Linked DNA regions of Rattus norvegicus: region 1 is linked to region 2. The links are chromatin contacts, called in public Hi-C maps. All regions are on one chromosome and are shown on one strand. Each heading gives the region's core, a stretch centred on a gene start, on an enhancer-like site or on the middle of the called end of the contact. The rest is flanking DNA. Distances are from core to core; before and after follow the strand shown.

Region 1 (6,462 bases), core at 1,599-4,098, 330 kb before region 2:
CCACGCACCTGCTCTTCTCCACACACTGTGGGCATAAGGGAACTGACCAGGAGAAAGCAAGAGGCTGGCTCAGAGGCTTCACCATCCAGCAGAGTGGACACCGGTCTTGCTGGCCTTTTGGACCAATCAAGTGCTCTGGAGGTCTGATGACACAGCGGAAGCCCCACTAGCATCTCTGCTGGATGGCCACATTCACCCAGGGACCTGAGGACAGGCAGCTGGAGCATCTCTTGGCCACCTGGGGCTGAGGTGTCTATGTGCGGCGCCTCTTGGCAGCACTGGGGCTGGAGGGATTGCTGTTGGCAGTCAGGACCTTGTCAGTGACCCGGCTGCGCTTCCGCTTGTCTGCCCCTTCTTTGCACCCCAAGTCTGAGGAGTTCTTCTCTTTGTCTTTGCTGGATTTTTCTAATGCTTTCCCCAAGCTCCCTGAAGATGAAAAAACTGGGAAACAAAATCATTTGGCTGAAAACAGAATATCCAGAAACTCATCTCATTTTCCTCTTCAGCTAGAGAAACCAGGCGTTCGGACCCAGTATGTTCCCCGGGTAAGTGCCCTGTACAGCTGGGCTCGAAGAGAAACCGAGTCTCTCAGGGGGTCTCCTGTCTAAGCCCACCCAATGCCCCCAGCCTTGGCCTCGGCCCCTTCCTCATGGCTCTCAGAGGCCCCCAGCCTTGGCCTCGGCCCCTTCCTCATGGCTCTCAGAGGCCCTCCCACACTGAGTTCATCTGAAAGGGATGCTTCGCTCCTGACTCTCAGCTTCCTGACCTCACTCTGCCTGAGGCTGGCCCGTGGTGGTGACGGCTCCAGAAGGCACTTCCACTCACCGTCATCAGCCCCACTGTGGGGGTCCACATCCTCCTTCATCTCCTCCTTCATTTCTTCTTCAATGACCACTTTTCCTGTGGAGGAGACAGCTGCCGTTCACTGGAAACCCACGGTGGTGGCCAGCGCTGGGGGACGGTCTGGCCAGGACTGCTTCCGACTCTCGCTGCCCACACAGGCCTCGGCGTCCATCGTAAGACGGCATCCATCAGGAGACTGCCTTTGAGCACCGCTCGCCCCAGCCCTCGGCTCCCCAAACCTCCCAGGCGCCACTGGAGGCGTGGTCTGAGCAGGGTCCTTACACCTCCCTGGAGGCCCCAGACCTCCCCACCTTTGGCCTGGTGAGGCTTTTTTTATTCCCAGCCCTGGTGGTGGCTGAGTCTCACCTTCTCGGACTTCCTGAATGATCTCATCGGGAAGGACAAAGTTCCTCTCTGGATTTGGGAATGGCAGAATCTCAGACTCGTGCTGCCGGCACAAAGCGTTTTGTATTTTCAAGAAACAGAAAACAGGGTCTCCGCTCACTAAGCTGTACGGAGGAGCAGGCTGGAGGCTGCGAGCTGGTGGGGCTCCTTGCTCCAGCTTGCAGAGTCCACCTCAGCTGGGCTTCTCAGATGACTAGGGAGGGCCAGGCTAGCACCAGCCAAACCAAACCAGAGGAGAGGACCAGGTTCATGCCACCGAGAGAGCCCTGGAGTCATAGCAGCTCCCCTGATGTGCTCACAAGGACCTGACCTGTTCACCATTGTAACACTCCCACCAGGACAATGTATCCAGGGGCGCCATGACCAACCACAGGCCCCTACAGCCCCACCCATCCTGGTTACGTAGTCTCACTGCCTGCCAGACACTGCAGACAAACCTGACTAGCAAGGTTACTAGTTACCTACACACGAGTCAGACACTGCCAGCTCTCCAAACCAGTTACCTAGCTACCCTCTCTGCTCTCAGAAGAGGAACAGTCTAGCTCCCACAGTATACAGATTCTCAAAGGACCCCAATACCGACACTGCACCCTATTACTGCCTTTTACGGTGGCTGAGGCTTCTCTATCATCTCAGCGCCCAACTATCTCCTTGACACTTTGTGCCACCAATCTAAAGTAGGTGTCCTGAGAAAGTGGTTAGTGAATCCCTAGTTTGTGCTTTTCAAGGCAGGATTGAGGAAGGAGCCTCATCTTTTGAGATCTTTGCATACCAAACCCCAAGTGAGAAGAGGGCTCTGTCCTGTACCACAGAGGACTCTGGGAAGGCAGCATCCGGGACTTGACTCCACCTTCAGCCCCCAAATGAGTGGGCCAGGGTCCACTCACCAGTGCCTGCATGTCGTACATAGTGCTCAAATGGTCCCAGATCACCTTGGATGGAACCTGGCGCCCAATATTCTGGCTGAACTTGTCTCGGATACAAATCATGTGGAAGTGTCGATTCACCCCTGAGAGGCAGGACAGTGGGTTGAGGGTTAGGATAGCACCTCTGTGCAGAGGACATGGGTGTAGGAGGGGCAGGAGTGTGCAAACCACAGGTGCAAGTGTTGCAGGAGTCAAGTGTCAAAGGGGACGAAGGGTGCCACAAGGCAGGTGGTTAGGGTGTATAGTAGGCGGGTCCTGGGCAGAGGGGCTGCAGAGGCGGGGAGAATGGAGGCGTTCCCTGGGGTAGGACTGTCTCAAGGGCAGGGAAGTCAGGAGTGTCCCCTGGGAGAGGGCTTCTCGGGAAGGAAAGTCATGGTCTCTTGGACTAACAGGGCACCCCAGAGTGGGAGGTCCCGCCCGTGCGGGGTCGCAGGCTCCGCCAGCCCGCCCGACGGTTTATCCCGCCCCACCCCCACGCCGGTGCGCGGCGCGGCGCTCACCGACAGGCTTGTGGCCCAGCATGGCGTGGAAGAGGCACACTTCCACTTCAGGGCTCCACACCACCGTCTCCTCAGCAGGGCTCGGGGCTGCCTCGCCTGGGCCCTTATCGCCTGGGGCGCCCGTGCCGCCTACCTCGGCCTCCCCCATGGCCGCCGGCGAGCGACGAGCGCCCGGCGCGAGAAAGGCTACTACAGGCTCCGCGCAGGCGCACTTGGTGTGGAGGGCGCGCACTCGCAGGGCTCGGGAACGCCGCGTGCCCGGGTCCGCGCAGGCGCAACGAAGGCTGGCTTCCGGTGCAGCAGCGACTCCTGGTGGTTGGCCCTTTTACTGCCTACGACTCTGTCCCGAGAGGAGCAGGAACAAACCTCATGCTTTAAAAATGCACCAGCTGGGCCTTCAGAGAGGGAGAGGCGAGCGGATCTCTCTGAGTTCTGAGTCAGCCAATTCGGCATAGCATGACACACACGGCCCAAAAAAAATCTGGGCTTCACCTGAGTAGATAACTTGGAAAAGACTCAGGCTGCACAGCTAGAAGTGTGTCTCCCTTTGCCAGTGATAAATTGTGCAGTATGTAAATTACACATCACGAAAACTGTTTAAGAAAAAATAGCTAAAAAACAACAAACAAACAAACAAAAAACCCAGGGGCTAGTGAGATGGTCCGTCCATAGAGATTCTTGTGCACAGACTTGGTAACTGGAGCTCCACCCCTGGATCCTAGAGGGGGCAGGAGAGAAGCAATTCTTAAGAGTTCTACTCTAGGGCTGGAGAGATGGCTTGGCAGAATGATAACTGCTCTTTCAGAGGTCCTGAGTTCAATTCCCCGCAACCACATGGTGGCTCACGACCATCTAGACCATCTATAATGGAATCTGATGCCCTCTTCTGGTGTGTCTGAAGATAGCTACAGTGTATTCATATAAATAAGTTTTTTTTTAAGTTGTATCTAACCTTTATATGTATACCATGGTATACTCACACTTTTGCACGCATGCGCGCGCGCGCGCGCACGCACGCGCACACACACACACACACACACACACACACACACCATAATTAAAGACTTTAAAACCCAACAACCACATTTAGTAGCCCTGGCCTGGGTGCAAATGACAGTTTCAGAATTAAGTGCTTCATTGGCATCAAAAGACAGAAACCTGGGCCCTGTTGGCCTTACCACCCCCATCTTGTCCCTACAGTGGAGGCTGTCAGAATTTCAGGCAGGTGTTAGTATCTCTACATGGGATTGGGTAGGGTCAAGTGCTAGGCACAGCAGCCTTAAGAACATGGTCCCTACTGGTCTGAGTCACCCCAGTCAGCTGTACCATGACCCCTACCCTGCCACCCATCCAAGCTTTTTTACTCACCTGACCCTCAGCCACGGGCAGGCATCAGAATCCCTTTCCTGACTGATGTCTCTCAGCTGTGTGACTAAGATGTCAAGAACCTTTGTAAGACCACGTTCTTCTCTGTGCTATGGGGCCACTGTAGCTCTGAACTCTGGGGTATTGATAAGAGCCATCTGCTGGCTACCGCAAGCTTTGAATCCAGTCCTGGCCCTCCACTTGCCCCTCACTCAGGCCTGCAACCAGATAATGCTCACAACAGGGGACTGTGGAGGGTTTCCCTTGTGTAACCCTCAGCCTCATCCATTCTAGCCAGTTCTCTCTGTTCTGTGTGACCTCTGTACACGGCAGTTTGCAAACATCTGTCCGTCATTTCAGAGATCTCTTGGGAACGTGTGGCTGGCAATCAGACTTGATCCCTATGGACAGGTTAGATGGTATAGGAGAGAAGAATGGCTTCATTCTTTCCACGAAGCCACAGCCCGTTTCTCTGCCAGGTAATAGGAAGTGTCTGAGCACGGAGGTCAGGAGCTAAGACTCTGCTCACTATCTCATGCCAACTGTAGCATGACACTGTTCATTTTCACGAGCATGTAGGCTCTACAGTCCAAACCCACGAATTAAGAGGAAGCTGTGCTTGTTCATTTTGTAGCTCTCCTGCGACTGTCGCTCTCTAACAAGGAGCTGTAGAGAAACCACTGGCCCATGATCATGTGTGTGCTCCTGCAGCTTCAAACTGAATTCACACCTGCTGGGAGCTGAGAGATTCCTTCAAACCTGACAGAAGGGTTTCTTTGGCCTGGGGCAGGTGTCTGTGAGGCACACCACCAACTTGTTGTAGAAGTCGCTGGTGACGTTTACTCAGATCTGTCTTCTCTGTGAGGTCTTCAGGTTGGTTCCAGGCGGCCAGGATAGGATTGGCTTCGCAGCAAGGTTTCCTACTTCCCAGATACAAAGTGGACAGTGATATCCAGTAGCCAACTGGTCAACTCTTTCCTCATTTGCTGGGACTTCTGCTGCATGAGTCTTTTATACAAGATGGATACGAGTGCTAGGATTCTTGATCCCAGGGTGAAGAGTTCAGACTGGGCCCCAGTGAAAAGTAAAGGCTCTAGAAAGGCTGTCCCTCATTTAACGGATACACAAGCCTTATCGTTTACTTTGGCCAGTATGAACTATTCCCCAGACATTCTCAACCAACTGATATTTCTTTTTATTTACTCAGTTGCTTATTCAGGGTCTTATGTATCCCAGGTTGGCCTCAAACTCACTCTGTAGCCAAAGATTACCTTGAACTCCCATCCCCAGTCCTCCACCTCCTAAGTGCTTGGATAACAGGTATCTGCTAGTACATATGCTGGGGACTGAACCCAGGACTTCATACATGCTAGGGAAGAGCCCTACCAACTGAGGTGCGTCTCCGGCCTCCTAAACAGTATTGCTTGTCTGAGGACCTGATGTCTCGGGAAGGAGATGGTCACTACTAACTAGAAGGAGCCCATTCCCACTCCGGAAGGAACATTTAGCTCTTGGTCACAAGAACTGGATCCAATGGGAGGCGTATTTGTAAAGGCTCTGGTTAGGTGCCATCCTGAGACCTTTGGTCACATTGTCTCTTTGCAGACTGCATCTCTGAAGTGGTGAAATTTCCCACAGTGTGACTGGCCCCACGTTGCTCCCTTAGCACGTGTGGGAGACCGAGGGCTCTGGACAACAAGTTCTGCTTTGGAGTCAGTCAGCCTGCTGTGGATCCTGTTCAACTGTGTTCACCCGATGGGAACAGGCCATCCTCCGGACAACATCCGAACACCGAGAACAGCTCTGCTGTCTTCTCCTGTGGGCTGTGGAGCATTAGAAACTGGGAGCCTAGAACTAAGCAGCTGTCAGGCAGGACCCTTGGGTTTCCAATTCAGGTACAGTATTTCCCTACAAGGATTGCGGCTAGGTTGGACACCCATGCCCTGACTAACATAGCTTAGCTCCACCCCCTCTGCCTTCCTGTTTATGGTAAGTTGGTGTGATTAAGGACCTAGGTGATTATCTCCATTTTCCTTAAGGCTGCTTGTTGTCTTCTAAAGTTATGGGCTTCGCTGGACCTACAAAGGCCTCCGGGTGAGGACCTGCTGCAGCCAGGCTGCTAAGTCTTGCCTGTAGGGGGCAGTGCTCACCAACTCTTCGGATGCAAACCTGCACTCAGCTGTGAAATCCACACCAGCAAGACCCGAGGGAAGACGCACTCCTGAGCCACTTCGGGGTTTTCACAGGAGCCAGCTCTTCAGAAGGGGCCTAGGAAGGATTGCTGTGATACCCAGAAGGCACGTGTTTCTGGGCTCTGGCTCGGTGTGTTTATTTTAGAGGATCAGATTCCAGGATCACCCTGAGACATACTACCCCAGGGCAGTATTGTTCTTAAAGGTCATGTGGGGTGGAGCTGGGGCTCA
Region 2 (6,523 bases), core at 363-2,862:
GTGGCACCCTGCTGGGAGTGGTCCTCCTTGCCATCCCTGTTTGACGGTGGCTTCTGTCAGCCGTGAGTTTGTTGTCCCTCCTGTACACATTAGCAGCAAGGACCAACACCACTATCTCTCAATTACCATCCCAAAGCAGCTTAGGCATACACCTAGTCCGTCATGCTGCCGGAGACCAAAACTCAGAAAGGTGAGTTGCACCCGTGGTCACTTGCAGACAGTGACTGCTAACAGCAGCCTGGGTGTGAAGGACACCACTCCGGGTCAGCAGATACCATGGCTCCCTGACAGAAATGACACTCTCTGGAAGTGCCCACAACTAAATGGACGAAGACCTGCATTCTACTAGACAGGAAGCCTGCCCATCCTGTCAGAGGCCAGCTTGGAACAGGCAGTGGAAGAGAGGGCAGAGCAGAGTTAAGGGTAAGCTTACTTGTGCAGGAATGAAAAGGAGACACCAAGGAGAGAAGGCAGAATCAGCCTGCCTGAGCCTTGAAAGCACAGAGGGAACTGGCAGTGTGGACCACCGATGGCTTCTCCTCCCAAGCAAAGAAGCCATTTCCTAGGGATCCCTGTCCTTCAACCAACTCCAGACCAGTACCCACTGCAGCAGTCACAGGATCAGAGCCGGCAGTGACCATACACAAGAAAGAACATCAGGGAGATGTTCCCTTGTGCATCCTCAATGATTCACCAAACACCAAGGTCCCACTTTATTTCTTTTTTTTTTTTTTTTTTTTTTTCGGAGCTGGGGACCGAACCCAGGGCCTTGCGCTTCCTAGGCAAGCGCTCTACCACTGAGCTAAATCCCCAACCCCAAGGTCCCACTTTAAAAACAAGAACTCCGCGTAGTTTGGGAGCTGGAAAGAGCAGATGGTGTTAGGATGAAGGCAGGCTTCACCAGACATATACACGGTAGAAAGCCAGAAGGGTTTGTATACTCAAGTCCTGGCTACCCTCCATGAAGAAAACTGAAATTCCAATATCATGAAGTCTCAAGACCATGTCCATGCTGCAACTGAGGCACCCAAGAAGATGCAAGCTGTCCTCAGAACATAGATGGGTGTCCTCCGCAGTCAGTGCCGGAAGCCAGGTGGCCCGGCTGGCACAGCCCGGAAGCTGTGGGCTTATGGATACCTGCCCGGAAGAACCTCAGCGCTGAAGAAACACCCTGGAGCAAGTGGCCACGCCTGGCCCGCACGAGTCCGCAGCTCATAATGAGCATTCACTGCTGGGTGCCCTGTACACTACGTACTGAACAGGAGAACAGGACATAGGTTCGGTGCACCTACCGATCTTGCCAAGTGTAGCGTCTCTTGGCCACGCCAAACCCACAACAAAGAGAGGACAAGCATCTCTAGGACCCAGAGGAGCGCCGGGGCGCGGCACACCTCGCTAGCCAATGGAAGGGCTCAAAGGGGGCTCATTTGCATGCTGGCGCGCCGCGGCCAATGAACAGGAACCTCTGAATTATATTTGCATATGGGCGGGCCGCGGCCAATGGGCAGAGACCCCGGAACTATATTTGCATATAGACGCGCCGCAGCCAATGGGCGGTAGTGACGGGGTTTCATTTGCATGCAGGCGCGCCGCGGCCAATGGGCAGCTGCGCGGCGGCGCGGCGCGGCGGCGCACTCGAGCATGGCCGCGGCCGCGGCGGGAGGAGCCCCGGGTCCGGCCCCCGGCCCCGCCAGGCCCGCGCCGGCCGCCCGGAACCCGCCGGCCGTGCCGCGAAGGCGCGGGGACTCCCGGCGCCGCCAGGCCGCCCTCTTCTTTCTCAACAACATCTCCCTAGATGGACGGCCACCGAGCCTGGGTCCGGGAGGCGAGAAGCCACTGCCTCCGCCGCCACCGCCCACCGAGGCCCGCGAGGCTCCAGCGCCTCCGCCAGCTCCACCCGGAGGCCTCCCGGGGTTGCCAGCCAGGCCCGCGCCCCAGGGCCTGCTCAGCCCCACGACGGCGCCCGCCAGCCTCGGCCTGGACGGGCAGCGCCAAAGGTGAGTGGGCTGGGTAGGGGCGGCTGCACTCTTGGGTCGGAGTGGCCTAGAGGCCTAACCAGCACGCTGGCTGTATGACCTATGGCCTTGGCAGCCCGGAGCACGGGTGGTGGTGAGCCAGGTCCCTCCTCCCAGCTCACAGGGTAGTTGACCTGTGGGTTTGGGTAAGCAACAAGCTCGGCAGACCTGGACATGGTTGGGATGAGGTGGGTCTATTCACCCCACAGAGAGGTGTGGTCACCTGGGACCCACCAGCTAGCTGTCAGAGATCTGGGTGAACCGGAGTGGTCAGCCCAGGACATAGGGTCAAGATGACCAGCCCAAGATCAAGGTGTTGGGTGACTAAGAAAGGGGGTTCTTAAGCCCAAGTGCAGGAGCCAGGGTCCAAGGGTCCTTTATTCTAGTACTTGAGGGCCCATCACCACAGCCTGCAAGAGTCAAGAGTGACTTATAGTCCCGTCTGCCCTTGACTGGGGCTGAGGTGATGTGGTAGCATCAGTCCAGAATACAGGGGACAAATTTGGGATTAATGGAAGCTGGTCAGCCTCCACATGTAGGGAATAGTTTCATTAAAGCTGTCAGCTCCTGGATATGGGGTCAGTTCTTCATCTTGAGAGTACCCTGAACATGGATTTCGGAGTTGCCTCAGCCTAACTGACTCTGGACGCATCCCTCCCCTGGCCACTCCTTTAGTACTGTAAACACCAGGACTCACACACTTTTTACCTGCTGTGTGGCCAAGTCAGTGTGTATGCCAGTCTCTTACCCACGAGGTCTCATTCATCTCTTCTCAGCCTTTTACACCTGACCAGTCCTCCCTCCCCACTGTCCCACACCTGCTGGACTCAGGCCTGCAACATGGACATGTTCTTCCTCCCCTGCCTGGATCAATTCTAGGATCCCTCAGCCTAGCCAGGGCAGCTCTTATTCCTAACCACTCCCCCCACCCCCAGGCTATCCCCACTTCCCAGAAGACTCTAGCTTCGAGGCTCCGTGTTGGTCTCAGCCCCCTCTTGCGTTCTCTGCCTTCACCTGAAGAGTGACAATGGGGGCTAGGTCTGGATACTGTAGTCCTTTCCAGGCAGGCCCCACCGCTATACATCCGAGCTCCTGCCGGGTGGCTCCCAAGTGTGGTGGGAAAAGCTGCCTGACATCTGACTGAACCTGCATCACATGTCTGTGGACGGAAGGGCCTCAACTTTCTGTGGTCACCACCTTAGCCTACAGGAAGGGCCAGGTCATACTTCTCCACAGGACATAGAGGGATCCACTGGGGACAAGGGGTCATTTGTCCCAGAGTGTTAGCTGGACCCTTTGTGAAAGGCAGGCTGAAATGTTTGTGGGTGAGGCTCCCTTTGGTACCGGCCGCCCTAGCTCTTTGAGCCAGCCATCCTAGCCCTCCCTCCTAGTTCTGCCCCACTTCATTCTGATCCCTGTGCTGCTGACCACAGGACAGCTGCCTGTGGCACACATCTTCTGGGGCTCTGCTTCTGAGCTCCTGACACTGCTGCCCAGCTGTTGGGAGTTGATACCCTCTGTGGTCACGGGCCCTCAGCAGGAAGAGCCGGTGGGTAGGAGAGCCTCCGGAGGGCTGTGTCACAGTGAGTGCAGACCAGCCTTCCTCCATCCAGTAGCCCCGTGACCTTGAGCAGCTAGTAGGTCCCTTACAGCCTTAGTCTCCCGCCCTGTAGAATAGGCTGACAAGAAGCTCTTTCTCCTTGAGGACTCAGTAACAAGAGCCAGAGTCACTGCTGGTTTCCTACGCGGCTTTCAGGCTGTTTGTCGTCTTTTTACTGCATGCCTGGCATAGGCTCATCTTTAGGATCTATGGTCAGGTTCAAAGTGTGTATTCCAGTTACTTGCACATTGCTGCCTTCTGCTCAGAAAACCAGTGTGGGCACCTCCAAAGCCATGGTGACAAAGGACTCAGACCCGGTAGCTCTCGGCGGCAGCACTCCCCTCCACCCCCACCCCCACCCCCCACCCCCAGCCCTGGATGCCAATCACTGAAGGTCAGGCTGTAACCTGGGGATGCTTCTGACCATGCTACAGCCTTACAAGCCTTGCACGCTGCTGGCTTATGCTGTGTTGATCCCTCTCCTTGTCTCCACATTGTTGTTGTCTCCTCCCTGCGTGTTGTCCTCTTTCATCCCTTCCTAGACTGCAGCTAAGTAAGGCCCCTAACAAGGGCTCTTGATGGATCTTTTTGGGGAACTATTTCAACAGCCCTGCTTAATACTCGCCAGAGAAATGAAGGAGAAGGGAAAGTCCCCACAGGCAAATGACTTTGCAAATTGCAGTCAACTGCACCACCCTCAGGAGCTGGGCATAGCCTAGAGGCAGGAGGCTTTGCTCTGCTTTGATCTGGAAGAGGGAGGGGCCTAGGCCAGCCCTAAGTAGCACCTAAGCCACTTAGAGAAGCTATTTAGCCACTTGGCACCCTGATATTAGTCTCTGCCCAGAATCCACTCACCAGGGGCTGAAAAGCACTGGAGTAGTCAGTTCTCTAGGACAGCCCAGTTGCTGACCCTGCCTCTGAGGCCCCACTCTTCCTCTGTGAAGCTGGGGCCACACAAATGCTGTTGTGGCTGTGTTTCCTTAGCAGGCAGGCGCTCCAGATCTCTGTGCATGCTGCCCAGGATGGGCTCCGCACTGCAGCTTCTCTGCAACCTGTCATGTGGCAGGTGGTTCCTGGGTCTGCCCAGGCCTGCACAACCAGTCCCCTCTTCCTAGGTCCCTAATGGGCACAGAATCGAAGCCACAGGGAAGTGGTCCCATCTCCCAAGTCACCAAGTAAGGAAGCCTGTCACATACCAGATGCTGTTTTTAAGTCTATAGTTAGGTTTCAGGTCAGTACTGAAGAGGTTGTAGACCTTAGTGGCATCAAAGTTGCCAAGGGGCAGTTCTGAGCTGTTTGGACAGCTGAACTGCTAACCAGGTAAGGGGTAAGCCCTCTTAGCACCCTCCCTCTCACTCCTGACCACTGGCCTCTTCATCCCACACCACATGTAGAGGGCTCCAGCAGCTGCCATGCGGTCACGCACATGGAGCTAGAGCAGATGCTGTCCTGTATTTGTCTACAGCTTGAGGCACTGAGCTCGGTCTGCAACACTTGGTCTTGCTTAAGTGTCTGGAGAGTGTCAGCTGAGGCAACAGAAAGTCTACTTTTAGCCATTTTCAAATTGAGGTACCAGGCACACACGAACAGTACAGGAATCTGAGTGTGCAGCTCCCCATGTATGTTTGTGGGTATATGTACTACAAGGCCACCGTACACTCCAGAACAGCCCCTGGGTTTCCTCATATCCTCCTCAGCCATCTCCTCACCAAGACACCCATTGTTACATGGAGTGTCCTATCAAGCATCGTATACACAGACATCCCACATGTCGACCCTTATGCTGGTCAGCACAACTGTCTCCCAGTGGGGTCAGTTCAGGGCACACTGTGAGGTATGGTCCTGTGTTGTCTGTGGGTCTGCCCCAGAAGAGCCTGGCCCTTCCTCAGAATAGCTGAACTGTACACATGGGCCTCTATTCCTCTCTTGCCAGCTATTTGATTTCAGACAACTGAATGACTTTGTACCTCAGTTTCCCTATCTGAAACTGAGTAAGGGGAGTGTCTAGTAGTACAGTTCTGATGACTGGATTTACCAACAACATGCTGTGAGGGAGGAGAAAACCACAGGGAAGAAGATGTTAAACCAACTGGGAACATTGTGCAAGCTCCTAAGGGAGCTGCCATCCCTGAAGGGACCAGAAAATAGCAGGAAGAACAAGCCGGGCACCTGAGGGAAGATCTGCCCCAGCTCTCCCACGCTGTCTCTGAGGACTCCTAGATGAACTCCCAGGGCTGTGATAAGCCACCTGGCTTTGCCTGGATAATTACCTCAGGGAGTGCCATGCCGGGCAGATGGCCCTCAGAGCCTCAGAACAGACTCTTCCCTTGGGTTCCACATTCTGTCCCACCTCAGGCCCACTGCTTTTTCCAACCCTGTGCTTCCAGCCCTTGGCTGCTCCTCTCTAGGCAGATCTGCCCCACCACCCAGCACACAGTGAGCACTCATGGTTGTCTGAACCTGCCATTCTGACTGGTCTAATCCTGTCCTAGGCCCCTGGCCTTTCCCTCTGACCATGTTTCTAGACACGGTACCTGACCCACTCTCCTCCAGAGCCTCTGGGGTGGTGTCTTGTTCTTTTTTTTTTTTTTTTCTTTCTTTTTTTCGGAACTGGGGACCGAACCCAGGGCCTTGCGCTTCCTAGGCAAGTGCTCTACCACTGAGCTAAATCCCCAACCCCCCAGGTGTGTTTTTCAGTTCACACTGGTTGGTTTTCTGCAAACTCATGTGGCTTTGGTCCTATGATGGATGTAAGTGGCCGTGTAGGAAAGAAGGGAGAACCATGGACAGGGATCACTGTGGCAGCCTCGGAGCCCACCAGGACTGGACTGAACTGCACTGTTTGTGTGACCTTGGGCAGCCAGGGCTCTCTATGCCACCCCCACTCACTCATGGGTGAGTGTCACAA

What was found. Hi-C and Micro-C count contacts between places; a contact is called where the count stands out from the background.
Region 1: a contact with region 2 is called in a Hi-C map of Schwann cells, with 10 times the contacts expected there. The contact joins the promoter of Mrgbp here to the promoter of Cables2 in region 2. A contact is called at or near these places in 7 of 12 Hi-C or Micro-C datasets (the A7r5 cell line, Schwann cells, frontal cortex and 4 more).

What each region holds. Positions count from the first base shown.
Region 1 is chr3:188,071,141-188,077,602 of GRCr8, reverse strand. Mrgbp (MRG domain binding protein) reads right to left here and starts at 2,848. Exons shown (of 5, transcript NM_001173739.1): 1 at 2,675-2,848; 2 at 2,136-2,257; 3 at 1,210-1,291; 4 at 826-900; 5 at 1-441. The coding sequence starts at 2,822. The coding sequence ends at 254.
Region 2 is chr3:187,734,969-187,741,491 of GRCr8, reverse strand. Cables2 (Cdk5 and Abl enzyme substrate 2) reads left to right here and starts at 1,612. Exons shown (of 11, transcript XM_008762589.3): 1 at 1,612-1,997. The coding sequence starts at 1,642.